Regions from separate parts of the Sus scrofa genome. Here all the other regions are linked to region 1. Evidence: chromatin contacts called from public HiChIP or PLAC-seq data. All regions are on one chromosome and are shown on one strand. The core of a region is the stretch at or near the end of the contact, and the rest is flanking DNA. Distances in the headings are between cores, read along the strand shown. Region 1 has its middle 45 kb from the start of PNMA2. Region 2 has its middle 19 kb from the start of PPP2R2A. Region 3 has its middle 120 kb from the start of DPYSL2.

Region 1 (2,618 bases), core at 61-2,560:
GCCTCTCAAGTTCAACGTCTTCTCCTTCCAGGAGGGAAAAGGACTAAGCTTCCTAAGCAGCTGCCATGCTGGGAATAGCTCATTTCACATACTTTATAAACCTTCACAACAGTGAGGCAGTGTCCCACCTGCAGGAGAAGACTTAAAGGCTGGGAGGGCTACCTCCCCCTGGGTCACAAAGCTGAGGGTCACACAGCTGACTCTGCAGGCACTGAATGGGCCGGGACCTTTCCGGCTGGCCTCTCACTCCTCCAGTCCTAGACCCCAGTAGGCCAGCTCCTCCATCTCCTCATTCTCCCGGCCTGGGGGGCACCCAGATCCCTTCCTTCTTTCAAGGCCCATGCTTCCTCCGCCCTGATGCTGGCAAACCCGGAGGTCAGATCTCCACAAGTACCTTCTCCTGGGGTCCTCCTGGTTACCTCATACTCCAGTTCCACACCCCAAGAACCCGCACAGAGCCCACAGGGAAGTCGGGCTGCGGGTCACTGAGTGCCCATCCCTCTGCCCCGCCAGCCAGCCAGACAGTGCCGGGACACGAACCCGACTGCCCTTCGCTCCTGCGCGGGACAGCGGCCAAGGGAGGAAAGGGCGGCGGCTGTGAGAACTGCCGGCGGGGGAAGAACCGAAAGGCCCAGAAACGCGCTGTGAAGAGAAACCTCCCAGGCGCAGCGACGCGCGGAGCCAAGTCTCCGCGGGCGCCTGCTAAACCCTATTCCCGCCTGGCGCCTCTGCGGGTGCCTCTCTCTCCCGAGCCCCCTCCTCCGCAACTCAGGCTCTGTCCCTTCCCCTACGGACCAGTGACGATTCACCAGGGACAGTCTTCCGCTTGACCCGCCGGACGAGACCAGGTCTCCACCCAGGCCAAAGAAAGGGGCCCCTTGCCCCCATCTCTTTTCCACCCCGGCCCTCCCCTTTTCCTCTCGGTCAGACTCTACCCTCCACTTCCAGTTCTTTCCCTCTCCTTCCCCCTTCCACCCCGCCCATCCCCACCCATCCCCACCCTTCCCCACCCATCCCCCCTCCTCATTCCGCCCCTTCCCCCTCCTCCCCAGGGTGTCCCCGATCCCACTTTCCTGCCCGCACCCCCCTCCCGCCCCGCCCATCTCCCCTCTCCACACTGTTCCTTTCGCTCTCCATCTCTTCTCCACCCTGCCCGACCCCACCCTTCCCTCCTCCTTCCTCCGCCCCCTCTCCCTTCTCTCCAATCCTTCTGAGTTCCCCACTTCTCCCCACCACCCCGCCTCTCTACAGGTCAGCACCCTTTCGGTCCCGCCCCTGCCCCCGCCCTCGCCGCAGCCCCGGCACAGCTAGGCGTATTCTCCCGGGCTCTGCACGTCACCGCTCGTCCCACTTCCTGCCCAGCCAATCAGCCCTCTCCTCCGCACCCAGCCTCTCTTCCCGGGGGAAACCTGTGGCCGGAGATGCGGAATCATGTATGGTGTGTGCAGTCACCCGGCGGGAGGGCAACTCCGGGTGCGGAAGAAACCGGAAGATGGCCGGGGTAGGGTGGGGGGAGGGAGCCAGACATCTATCATTTAGCCGCAATCAGAGAACTGAAGTTAGTTGCGTGTGTTTGGCCCTCTGTCGCTTACAAAATACTCTCCTACAAATGCTCTCTCTTGGGCCTCAAAACAACCCAGTGAGGCGGTGTTATCTCCTCATATCGGAGGAAAGAACAGAGTGGCGGGATCAAGTGGCTGCGCCAAGGTCCCAGGCTGGGCGGCGGAGGCTGGTTCTTTTGGGGATCCAGGCCGGAGTCCGCGTCCTCACGCTCAGAAACCAAGGGCCATTGAAGGCCTGGTTGATTTTCGGCCCCATTTGTGATCCACTTGCCTGGACTACTGTCCTAAGAGTTTCGATGGTGCAGGCATTGAAAAACGGGAAGATCGCAGGGATGAGAGGCGGAGCTTAGGGCGGAACGTTTAGGTAGGGGAAGCCGAGAGAAAGGGTAAACTGAAAGGGTGGCCTTGGGATTTTTTCCTGTACTAGCCTGGCAGGTTGGTGGGGGGGGGGCGTTTCAAAGAGAAAGCCTTGGGAGCTGTGACGGAATGGCAGCAACTCTGGGCGGAAAAGCTACGTATCAGTGCACAAGAGTAAGCACAGTGCACGGCGCTGCTAGCATCCTGCGAATGGAGATCTAGCTATACCGCCCAAAGAGCCGCGCTCAGACACTGCGCCGCAGCAGGAGCACACCCAAAACAAAAGGCCTGGAATAAAGGTCAGGGGAGGAGGAGTCGGCTTCTTCCAGAGTCTCCTTCACCCGCTTGCTCTGTCTTACCTTTTGCTGCAGCTTCTTCCTCCGGGTATCTGCGGAGCTCGCCTCCTCTACTCAAAGTCTCCTTCCCATCGAGGCCAACCCCTTCACAGTTCACCTTTTCTCCCTAGCATTTATCAGGATCTAAGCAGTACTTTTCAAACCCGAAAGTGCGGTGGGTCACCTTGGAAACTTTCTACAACGCATATGCCCATTCAGTTGGTCCAACGTGGGTGCCTGTGTTTCTAACTCGCTCACGCACTGTGCTACTGCTGCCTATGGAGCTGTGCAGGACACTTTGCATAGAAAGGACCTAAGAAATGCTCTTGTGTCTCGGCGGGTTGAGGATCCTGCTTTGTCACTG
Region 2 (2,618 bases), core at 39-2,538, 210 kb after region 1:
AAACCCCCGCATATTTTTACTTCTTGGCTCCTTGGCAGCCTATCCTTCTAACTGCGTCCTCATCCTTTTTTTAATTCAGTGCTGGAATCTCAGCACATTTACCCCTCCCCCACCTCCTTCTCCTATGCAAAAATCTCACTCCTCAATCTTGCAGCATTTATTTTTCTGCAAAGCTGAAACATTTAGACCTGGCTCAATGCGTGGCCCTTCTCCGCAGCCTCACCCAATGGAAATGTGTACACACACACACACACACACACACACACACACACACACACGGGCCTGATTCCCACAGAATAGCTATTTTAAAGAGTCCTGATTTTGCTAGCAGCCACACTCAGCTATTTCTCCCTCATGATCTCACTGGAAAAGTCATGGAAGGAAAGCAAAAAGTGGGCTTAAGGCTAAACCAATTTACGTTTGTACAAGAGCGACAGCATTTAGATATGGCGAGCTAGCTTATTGTGTTTGACTTTCTGCAGGGGAGAAAAACGGGGCCCGCAGAGATTAAATGACTTATTCCCAGGCTCACAGCTGGCAGGGAGCAGAGCCTAGGCTGCGGCTTGGGTCCCCGGTGGACTTTGCTCTACTATTAGATATAGGGTCAGAGGTGGCTCCGTCAGGCAGGCATTTCCCCAACCCAAGCTCTCCTTCCTCCTGTAATTCACTGCATGTGCAGAATTGCGCTGCAAGGGATTGCACCGTGAGAGATTTTGTGGCATATAAGGGCCTTCCCTGAACCCCGCCCTAAATGGCTCTTTCCTCAAACATCCAGAGAGCCCAGCTTGCCGCTCAGGTGCCTTTTGAGTTTCACAGGCGGTAACTCCTCCAACCTCTTGTTCTGAAGCCACCTAGACTCTGGCCACAGCCAGTTTCCTTATTTGCCCTGTTCCTTATTTGGAAGCGGCTGAGCTTTTCCCCCAAACGTGTCAAGACCGTTCTCATTGGCCAGGTGTGTGTCAACACTCCTCAACTCACCGGCCAGCTCGCATTGTTCACCTTTCAAAGTGGTTGCAGTAGAGAAGCCGGTTCCCCTTCCCAGCCCTCGCTCGATACCGCACACACCCAGCCCACGGGATCAGAAGGGCTTGTGCAAGGAGAATTTCCTGTTCTGCTGACTCATCTCCTGCGACGAGATGGAAGACAAGTTTATATTTTTATATTTTCTTTTCCAGCTTTTAAAGGGAACTGGGAGGCTTGCAAGTTTGGGTCTCTTAGAGATGAGGTCCAGCATAGGCAGCGACTGGCACATAGTAGGAGCATCGTTGAACGCTTTAACGGTGGCTCAAATAGCCCACTCAGCGCGGTGAGCACCAAGGGGGGGCGGGCTTGAGGCTGGCTTAGGGGTGGGATACTGCTAAGGGGTCCTGAGCTTCCGTTTTGGAGGGAGGCTTTGACTGCTGGCCAAGAGGACCGTTTAAAGGAGGCCTGCCTGGGTTTCACTTGTGACTGGATAACAATGCAGCAGCCAGACTTGGTACCCCCTATGCTTTCCGACTGAAAACAAAGACATTCCTCTTCTCCAACCAAACCTAAATCGAGGGAAGGATGAGTCAACTCAGTGTAGGAAACAGCAGGAAATCCGTCAATAGCATTTACATCTGGGAGAAAATAGAGCCAGATTTTTGCCAAACAAGATTGGAATTAAGGGGGGAAAAGGGATCCTGAGAAGATTTGTGCATTTCAATGTGTGTACATTTTACTTTAAAAGATAGATTTTATATATATACATAATAATGGAGTGAGGGTGGGGCGCGATGGGTACACGAGGGTCCTTTATAATGTTCTGTTTACTTGTAATATTTGAAATATTTCATAATAAAAATATTTTAAACCTATTTTGGAGCTATTTTTGGCTCTAATTTTCAATGTTTCTTAATAATCTTTTTAGGGCTGCACCCGTGGCATATAAAAGTTCCCAGGCTAGGGGTTGAATCAGCTGCCAGCCTACACCACAGCCACAGCAACGCAGGATCCGAACTGCATTTGTGACCTACACCACAGCTCATGGCAACTGCCAGATCCCTGACCTACTGAGCGAGGCTAGGGATTGAACCCTCAACCTCATGGTTCCTAGTCAGATTCATTTCCACTGTGCTGCGACAGGAACTCCTCTTCACAATCTTTACTTCTATATTTCAACATCTTCATCTGTAATATAAGGGTATCTTAATGTGTTGCTTTTTCTTTCTTCTTTTTTTTTTTCTTTTTATGGCTGCACCTGCGGCATATGGAAGTTCCCTGGGGGCGAGGGATTGGAGCTGCAGCTGAGGCCTATGCCACAGCCACAGCAACACTGGATCTGAGCCGCACCTTCGACCTACGCCGCAGCTTGCAGCAGCACGGGATCAAACCAGCACTCTCATGGAGACTATGTTGGGTCCTTAACCCTCTGAGCCACAATGGAACTCCGATGTATTGCTTCTTGATAAGGATGCCCAGAGGATTTGAGAAATCATGTAGCAGAAAGTACAGAGTAAATGCAATGGTCTAAGGAATGTGCTAGTTAGAAAAGACATATGATTACCGTAGTAAAGATCTAAGCACATAATACAAAAAATTCAAGCCGTACAAAAATTACAATGTGGAAGTTTCTCTCTCCCTGTACTTTCCTCCAG
Region 3 (2,618 bases), core at 86-2,585, 170 kb before region 1:
TTCATACCTTCTTTATGAAGCAGAGGTTAAGACAGAGGTGGACACGGGGGAAAGCAGGACAGTGATTCGAGATGAATGTAGGACACGAGCCTACTGCAGAAAAGAAAAAAAAAAAAAAAAGGTAGGATTCCTGGGAAGTGTTCAGGGATCAGCATACAGCTGGAGTCAGTGCCAGGGTTTTCTCAGGATAGCAACGTGCAGTTTCCTCTAGCTTAAGTCTGTGGTTTGTGCCCAAGCTAGAGAGGAGGATGGCTGGGTTCATCAAGGGTTGAAGTTTGACAAAGAGGATGCAATGAAAGGACAAAGGTCAAGGGATTCGGGATGTTGGCGAGAGAATGAATGAAATGACGTACCTTGGACTCTCAGGAGCACAGGGAGGGAAGACAGGAGGAGGCCGGTGGAGAGAGAAGACAGATAGGGTGTTGGACAGGAAAACCTGGTGGTACCAGAGAACAGGAGCAGTGGGAATGTTTGAACAAGTCAACCAAAATGACCAGAGGAATGATCGGAGCAGGCATGTGATTTCAGCAAGGAGAGCATTTGTGGAAATACAACAGCCTGGGGCGTAGATAGCTAAGGTAGCACAAAGTCTAGGACCCTGGGCGGATCATTGGCGTGGATGCTGAAGTAATTCCTACTGGTGGTGGAGAGCAGCACTGCCCCATGACTTGACACCAAAGTCTGCAATGAATGAGAAGGGTCTCTGAATCAGGAAATGCCAGCAGGGAGCAGGTGTGGGGGCCGCTCGGCCAGATGACCCGGTGGGGAGGAAGTACTGAGGTTTGAGCAGCAAGGACGTCAACCCCCTACCCCCTGAAGAGTTAGGTGTAGAGGAAGTGCCACCTGAGAAGACCAAGGGCAAAACGTTGTCCTTAGCAAGGGGGACCAGGTTTTCTTTTAAGGCAAAGATGGGGGGGCAAGTGTTCTGTGAGGATGAGAGTTTATGGAATCGTGAGTGAGTCTGTTGATCATGAAGCCCATATGGAGAGTTTGGGCTTGGGAGGTTGACCAAGGGGAGAAGGTGCAGAGATGAGATGCCCAGATGGGTGACAACAGAGAAAAGAAAGGAAGATGAGGTTAGATGACTGGCTTTCCATAGTCCCGTAGGAAATTAACAGTTTCCTGGCGGCTCAGCGGGTTAAGGATCTAGCGTTGTCACGGCTGTGGTTCTGGTTACAGCTATGGAGTTTGATCCTTGGTCCAGGAACTTCCACATGCCTCAAGCCCTGCCAAGAAAAAAAAAAAAAAATTAACAAACAGAAACTTCAATGACATAGAATCGAGAGACCAGCAGGGGGAGCTCTCATGCCCTAAGATGAGAGCTGAGCCCAACAGGAGGAAGAGAGACTCTTCTTTCCTGGCAAGAGCTCAGCCAATGAAAGCCATGGACTCTGTTTACTAGCACCTCCTAACTTCCTTTTCCTCGATTTAAAAAAAAACAAAAAACAAAAAACTGTTCTCCTTCGCCTGCCTTGTGGGGACTTGCCCGTGGCTCCCCCTGGTTGCAGACCCTGAATGGCAATTCTCTGCTGATCCCGAATAAACCCATCTTTGCTAAAGGAATATCTGGCAGTCTGTTTGTCTTAGATCCACAGGCCCCTGTTGCACAGGAGCACTCGGACTCCCCAGAACCCATCTGTGGACTGGAAGGAAGCCAGGCAGCTGGGTTGGGTCATGAACCCTCATTCCTCACCCTCTGGCCGACGGCGTGGATGACCCAGGAGAAAAGAAGCAACTGTCAGGAAGTCTTCACTTCGATGGTGTCATGTCTGTCCTTGGGAGCTGGGGCTCTGGGTCAAGATAGCGATGTGGGGGCTGCTGGCTGGCAGGGCAGCTGTGACCGGAGGTCCAGAGCTGGGGTGTGTTCAAGCAGAGGATGTGGGCTCAAGAATTTTGAGAGGAGTTCCCGTCGTGGCGCAGTGGTTAACGAATCCGACTAGGAACCATGAGGTTGCGGGTTCGGTCCCTGCCCTTGCTCAGTGGGTTAACGATCCGGCGTTGCCGTGAGCTGTGGTGTAGGTTGCAGACACGGCTCGGATCCTGCGTTGCTGTGACTCTGGCGTAGGCCGGTGGCTACAGCTCCGATTCGACCCCTAGCCTGGGAACCTTCATATGCCGCGGGAGCGGCCCAAGAAAGAGCAACAACAACAACAACAACTAAAGACAAAAGACAAAAAAAAAAAAAAAGAATTTTGAGAGAACTGCTGGGATGCTGGGGGTGGGGTGGGGGTGGAGGCTGACAGCCCGAGGACAACCAAGTCACAAGACTGAAGGAGTAGGATGTCAAAAAGTAAGTGGACAGAGAGTGGAAGATAAAGCTGGGAGCCCACTTCCCCCCATCTAGGCAGGACCCCCCAGTGCACCCCAGCTGGTGGCTATCTCAACTCCTCCTTGCTCTCCAGAGACAAAGCTGCCCTTGACTACATTCTGCTGCTTTGTCACCTAATGCTCAAGTACTGTAGAAGGTAAAAGATGTGTGTCTCCAGCAGAGGGCGTGCTGAGCTCTTTGACCAGGCTTATTGGGTCCCCAGAGGCCTCTAAGTGGCAAACCTTTGGAGTGACAGGAACACTCAAGGGGAATATCCATCAGAAATGTAAACTCGGTGCCAAGTCCACTG

Evidence for each region. HiChIP or PLAC-seq counts read pairs in DNA pulled down with a chosen protein or histone mark.
Region 2: a contact with region 1 is called in an H3K27ac HiChIP or PLAC-seq map of alveolar macrophages. The contact joins two enhancer-like sites. A contact is called at or near these places in 1 of 47 Hi-C or Micro-C datasets (liver) and 1 of 2 datasets of contacts at active chromatin or transcription factors (alveolar macrophages).
Region 3: a contact with region 1 is called in an H3K27ac HiChIP or PLAC-seq map of alveolar macrophages. The contact joins two enhancer-like sites. A contact is called at or near these places in 2 of 47 Hi-C or Micro-C datasets (both in embryonic fibroblasts) and 1 of 2 datasets of contacts at active chromatin or transcription factors (alveolar macrophages).

What each region holds. Positions count from the first base shown.
Region 1 is chr14:10,382,138-10,384,755 of Sscrofa11.1, reverse strand. No RefSeq gene overlaps it. Among named protein-coding and RNA genes, the nearest start is that of PNMA2, 45 kb to the left of the region's middle. Within about 2 kb of position 1,310, at least 76 of the 83 cell types and tissues checked have an H3K27ac peak or open chromatin away from gene starts, as enhancers often do. A contact at or near this core is called in alveolar macrophages and liver, where this site is marked.
Region 2 is chr14:10,175,086-10,177,703 of Sscrofa11.1, reverse strand. No RefSeq gene overlaps it. Among named protein-coding and RNA genes, the nearest start is that of PPP2R2A, 19 kb to the left of the region's middle. Within about 2 kb of position 1,288, at least 68 of the 83 cell types and tissues checked have an H3K27ac peak or open chromatin away from gene starts, as enhancers often do. A contact at or near this core is called in alveolar macrophages and liver, where this site is marked.
Region 3 is chr14:10,549,413-10,552,030 of Sscrofa11.1, reverse strand. No RefSeq gene overlaps it. Among named protein-coding and RNA genes, the nearest start is that of DPYSL2, 120 kb to the right of the region's middle. Within about 2 kb of position 1,335, at least 24 of the 83 cell types and tissues checked have an H3K27ac peak or open chromatin away from gene starts, as enhancers often do. A contact at or near this core is called in alveolar macrophages, where this site is marked.